2 separate regions of the Bombyx mori genome follow, and region 2 is linked to region 1. Evidence: chromatin contacts called from public Hi-C data. All regions are on one chromosome and are shown on one strand. The core of a region is the stretch at or near the end of the contact, and the rest is flanking DNA. Distances in the headings are between cores, read along the strand shown. Region 1 holds the start of LOC101743862 (cell adhesion molecule Dscam2). Region 2 has its middle 17 kb from the start of LOC101744292.

Region 1 (2,954 bases), core at 260-2,759:
CAGCCTGTTATTTAGGATCAACTCAACGGCCTTGCAAAGTTTTGTTGTAAGATTTTCGCTCTCTATTAAACTTATAATTGTAATTAATCCTGGTGAAATAATTTAAAGACTAATTGTCATATCTATTGGAGTTAAAAAATTGTTTTGCCTTATAAATTGTAGCTACGTTTTTTGCTGTAAACGAGCTTTCTGGACACCTCTTTATTGAGCCCTTCCCCAAAACATGTCATTTCGGATACTCGCAATCCATTAACGATGCTTTTAGGTACCTCAAGCACAGGTCATCGTTCTCGTCGAACCCATCGCTTGCGACAAAGGGCTCCGCGAGTAAATTAACCCACAGACACAGGCCACTGAGTTTCTCGATGGATCTTTTCAGTGGGTCGCGTTTCCGATCCGGCGGTAGATTTTGCGAAGCACTGCTCTCGCTAGGGTTAGTGTTAGCAAAGTCGTCAGGTTTGAGCCCCACGAGCTCATCTATTTGTTAGGGTTACGCTGAAATGGCCTCTCAAGGCCATCATCTTTGGTAAGAAAAAAAGAGGCCTTACCAAACTCATGGGCCGCATAACGTGAGTGCCCCGTGTACCATGCGACAAGAGTACTCTGTACGAATCCTCAGAAAGAAAATGTGTAGCGATATTCAGATCTTTAATTAATAATTAAACAGTAATTTAATAACTCTTATGAAGAAATAAATTTGCACTAATGTGGGATGTGAAATAACGCTTCCATCACTCGAAAATAATATATTGAACAGTACAGCGTACACAAAAGTGTTGACTCTATGACATATGAATATTTATGGCATATGTTGAACGAAAACATGAATGAACGTCGAATCCTAACATTGAGTGAAAGACATATTTGACCATTACAAAGTTTGAATAACTACGTTATTGGTTTAGTCCTTCTTTATCCCGGAATACAATATTTTAAAATAATTTTGACGTCTCCAACTAGGAACAATACTGGTATTTCCTGAAAATATTCGCAGCGAGCCGGAATAGCATAATTAAGACGCCGCCGTTACGCTTAATGAAGGCGTAATTGAGAAAAGTTCTTTTTGGCGTTTTCAAAATTAGAAAACACATTATTCCTTGTTATCTTTTCCTTCTTATTATAAATGAGTACTGAAATTTAAACATGAAATACTTTTGACTGGTGCTCAATGAACTCACCTTGAATTGTCACACAAGAAACACGAAGTCTGTTTTGATAAACGCGGCATGAACGTCAACCACAAAGTACATATACATGATAGCACAAGCGTAGTATTTGTAGTATCGGAGCACATGTAGAGGCGTGTAGAAACACCGGCAGCACGCGGCCTCCGATCAGCTGTTCGTTTACTATCAGTGATAGCACGCGCGAGGGATAGCCGGCGATCACGTTAGACTTTCGACTGCTACTCAAGGAAAGGTACTTCATTGAGGAGAAGGCTCGTGGCGGGCCGGCGGCGGCATCAGACGAGAACAAGCGGCCGGCCCTGCCGCACACACCGCCACACTAATCAGTAATCGTTGCTGGAAGTGAGGCTGCGTCGCTCTTCCCTCCCCCCCGGCCTCCGCTCCGCCCCAACCCCTACGTAGCGTAAGTCCGAAGGGGTAGACGTCGAATTCGGTAAAAACCGTAATTTCATTTTGTTTTTCATCGTTCTTTCGCGCGGCATGTTCGTGCGTCTCCTTCGAAGTTTTCCGGACTTCTTGATCTTATTTTCAGCCTAAAATATATTATAAAAATACTACTAATCGAAAATCATACACTTTTGATATTTTAGGTACATTTTTTCGATAAATGTCTTAATGTTGTTTTAACAACTGATCACCGTATTTAATTGTTATTATCTTAAACAGTTTTAATTATATTATCGTCAAAGAAACAATAATTTCCGACCGCTCGTAGTATCATGACTGCATGCTAATTTTATTTACAATTTTCGTTCAGACTTCCGAGTTCCTATTTGATATGGCTATTAAATATTCATTCGTGGATTTAAATTAGTGAGCAACTGAGATAACAGCGCCCGACCAAAACGCCTAGAAGGCGGCACTGTTGAGTTAACCGCGCGTGGAAAACTTTCATGGTAAAATAGACCGGAACCAATGTCGGCACTAACTCGGTGTTAACATAGTGGTTATTATAGTTTAATTCGTTATACGTGCCTTCATTGTTTGTTACATTGCCTGTTTTATTAAGAGGCTTATAATTATTGATCGCCTCGCTGGTCTATTCAGTCCCCATTATATTATACCATCGGTTTAAGTATATTGAGCGTATTATATATTTATAGTATATTTATCGGTATATGTCGACCAAAGAAGACATGGATGGAGTGTGTGAATGACGTTATGAGAGAGAGAGAGGAGTGAGTGTTGAGATGACGGCTGATAGAAGTGAATGGAAGAGAAAAATCAGCTGTGCCGATCCCACCTGGTGGGATACGACGGAGGAAGAAGAAAGAAGAAGGTTTGATACCGGATCGGAGTCAGTATATTTCCGCTATTCATGGACTCTTGTGGACTTAATATCAGTCGACTCTTGAGCTCATCTGCCGATGCACAGCATAAAAGTGTGGCGTTTAAGAACGCACCTTTTTATGATGCCTAAGCCGGAACGCACGAGAGGTGGGAAAAGAATATAGTCTGTGACACGGGACCTTTTTACCGCCGAAAATTTAAAAACGTAAAAATAATTTTTGATGTGTTTAATAACTAATATAATAACTTAGAATTGTTTATGCCGCTACAACAATAAAATTTCTATTGTTTCAACTGTGGTGTTAATTACATAAAACACGACTTTACGGCGAAATAAAGAAGGGACTCTATTTTATTTTTTTATTGCTTATATGGGTGGACGAGCTCACGGCCCACCTGGTATTAAGTGGTTACTGGAGCCCATAGACATCTACAACGTAAATGCGCCACCCACCTTGAGATATAAGTTCTAAGGTC
Region 2 (2,881 bases), core at 259-2,758, 61 kb after region 1:
AAATCGCTCCAGCCGTTCTCGAGTTTTAGCGAGACTAACGAACAGCAATTCATTTTTATATATATAGGTATAGAAGAAGAAGATATAAGATAGCGGATCAGAAGGATGTTAAACTACAGAGGTAGTTGTAAATTTTTAACAAAAAATAATTAATTCGCACTGGCTCTTGTGTTCAAGGACACTTTATTTTATTTCCGGCCGTAAATTAAATTGTGAATTAGTTAAAGCTTACAATACTTAGGTACTGAATATTAATGTGAATTCCATTGCAATGTCATGCTTCACCTAGCTTATTAAGCAGTTTGGATGACACGCTAATATAATTTAATTGATGTGCTATAAAAAAATGATTGATTAACATTATATGTTGTACTGGTGGTAGGACCTCTTGTGAGACCGCGCGGGTAGGTACAACCTCCCTGCCTATTTCTGCCGTGAATATGTAATGCGTTTCGGTTTGAAGGATGGGGCAGCCGTTGTAACTATACTGAGATCTTAGAACTTATGTCTCAAGGTGAGTTGTGAGCTCGTCCACCCATCTAAGCAATAAAAAAATTTAACTCAGTAGTTATGTTCTTCACTAGTCATTGAAAAATAACTAGTTATCGTAGGCTTCGTTAAGCTGCAATTATGGGAGAAAATACAGGGCGGGCCATAAAGTTGAGCGGATTATAAAAAATAATATAAAAAAAACTACAAAGCTCAGGAAAGAAAAAATATAATTATAATAAAGATTACAAATGGGAATTTTATTTTTTAAAAATAACATCGCTGAGATGTGTGCCATCTACACGTACACACTCTTCCAATCTAGCCCTCAAATTCGTGAAAACTCGCTGGCACATCGCTCGTGGGATATCGGACATTTCCTTGCGAATATTGTCTTTGAGCTGGGAAATTGTCGTCGGTTTATTGGCGTAAATGCGACTCTTGAGGTATCCCCACAGAAAAAAATCTAGTGGCGTGAGATCTGGGCTCCGGGGAGGCCATGGAATGTCCCCTCGACGCGATATCAGTTTTCCATTAAACATTTCGTTGACAACTGCCAAAGACTCATTGGATGTATGGGATGTCGCGCCATCTTGTTGAAACCAGGTCCTGCTGTTATAGGCTTCAAAATTATGCAGTTGTGGAAAGAAAAAGTTACGTAACATTGCTGTGTAGCGATCAGAATTTACTGCTGGGGATCGCGCCGTACAGACACCGCGACTTCGCTTACATTCTCTTCCGTTCTTATAGACCTTGGATGCCCCGCAGGTTTTTCATTTAATGTCAAACCCGAAGACTCAAACTTTCTGACCCACGATCTGATCACACTTTCACTCGGACATTGGTTTAAATCATGTAAATTAAACTTAGAACGAAATAAACGCCGCGCAATAGTGCCCGAATCGCCATTTTTGTAATACGCTTTCACACAAAAAGCACGCTGCTCACCGGTAAAACGCTCCATGGCAACTGAATTTCCGAGAACCAAGGAACCTATCCCCATTACCCGCACCCCGCTCCCGCTTTCCTGCCGCGAGTAATGTGATTTTGAAATTCGCACGCCTTTCTGGCCCACCCTGTACTTGGCGTATAGCAGGAGCGGCGTTTCAATCCGCTCTTCCAATATTATTTTTTTTGTTTTTGATTTTTATAACAGGATATTATTATTACTTTATCGTTGAAGTCGTTCGCGAACACGTGTTTGGCACGTGCATGTGCCCCGCATCAACGTAACATGCACGTGTGTATACGAAACAACTATTAACATCTCATTTAAACACATCAGAGCATACAAAAAATAAACAAAATAGAAAAGTGACTTCAACAAAATAAAACGAGAATATCATTAAGGTTGTCGAATCCAATTACATTTATACATTATTAAGGATAGCCCAAACTACCTTTCAGATCTTGATATAAATTGGACCACGTCAGAAGTAATTCTTTCAAATAAAAAATAATAACCTAATTCAGGATACCTAAAAAAAATTGAGTTAACACACATAAAGCAATCGAATTGAGAAACTCTTATTTTTTGAAATCGATTATTAATGAACGAATAGTAAAGAAAGTCAGACCCACCTTTCGAAAAGCGGTAGCCTTAGTATGTTGCTATCAGATGTCCCATCGGGACAAGAGGTTAAAGTCTATGTTTGAAAAGCCGCTTTTCCTACTCTTCAAACCGGAATTAATAGTAAGAAACATTATTCAGATGTACCAACTTTCATAAGAAAATTACTGTTTTTCGTCCGCTATACCTAATCAAATGGGTCAAATGTCAAACGTCAAATGGGATCACCTGTGGAAAATACTAGCAGAATTGGGAGTACCGCAACATCTGGTCCTACTGTTACATAACCTGTACATTAATAACCAGGGAATCATTAGAGTGGAGGAAACAATCTCTGCCCCCTTTAAATTTAGGAAGGGTGTAAGGCAAGGCTGCATATTATCTCCAGTCCTTTTCAATATCTATGGAGAGTATATCATGAGACGGACTTGTGAAGGCTGGGATGGTGGAGTTACCATTGGTGGAGTAAAATTGACCAACCTCCGATACGCCGACGACACCACTCTTCTCGCGGCTAATGAAAGCGAGATGGCTGCTCTCATGAGCAAGCTTGAAAAAATTAGCCTCGAACTTGGTCTTGCCATTAACCGATCCAAAACAAAAGTGATGGTAATAGACCGCATGAACAAACTGGAGCACACGGGGTCACTGCATCTTGAAAAAACAGAAAGATTCATATACCTGGGCTCCATGATTGCGAATACTGGATCGTGCGAGCCTGAGATTCGAAGACGTATCGGGATAGCAAAAACTGCCATGTCTCAGCTTGATAGCATCTGGTCCGATAGAAACATCTCCATAAAAACCAAGCGTAAACTTGTA

The links. Hi-C and Micro-C count contacts between places; a contact is called where the count stands out from the background.
Region 2: a contact with region 1 is called in a Hi-C map of middle silk gland, with 1.5 times the contacts expected there. The contact joins the enhancer-like site here to the promoter of LOC101743862 in region 1. A contact is called at or near these places in 2 of 7 Hi-C or Micro-C datasets (middle silk gland and whole pupa).

What each region holds. Positions count from the first base shown.
Region 1 is chr19:6,569,151-6,572,104 of ASM3026992v2, forward strand. LOC101743862 (cell adhesion molecule Dscam2) reads right to left here and starts at 1,510. Exons shown (of 38, transcript XM_062673973.1): 1 at 1,179-1,510. The coding sequence starts at 1,294.
Region 2 is chr19:6,630,128-6,633,008 of ASM3026992v2, forward strand. No RefSeq gene overlaps it. Among protein-coding and RNA genes, the nearest start is that of LOC101744292, 17 kb to the left of the region's middle. Within about 2 kb of position 1,509, at least 1 of the 8 cell types and tissues checked has open chromatin away from gene starts, as enhancers often do.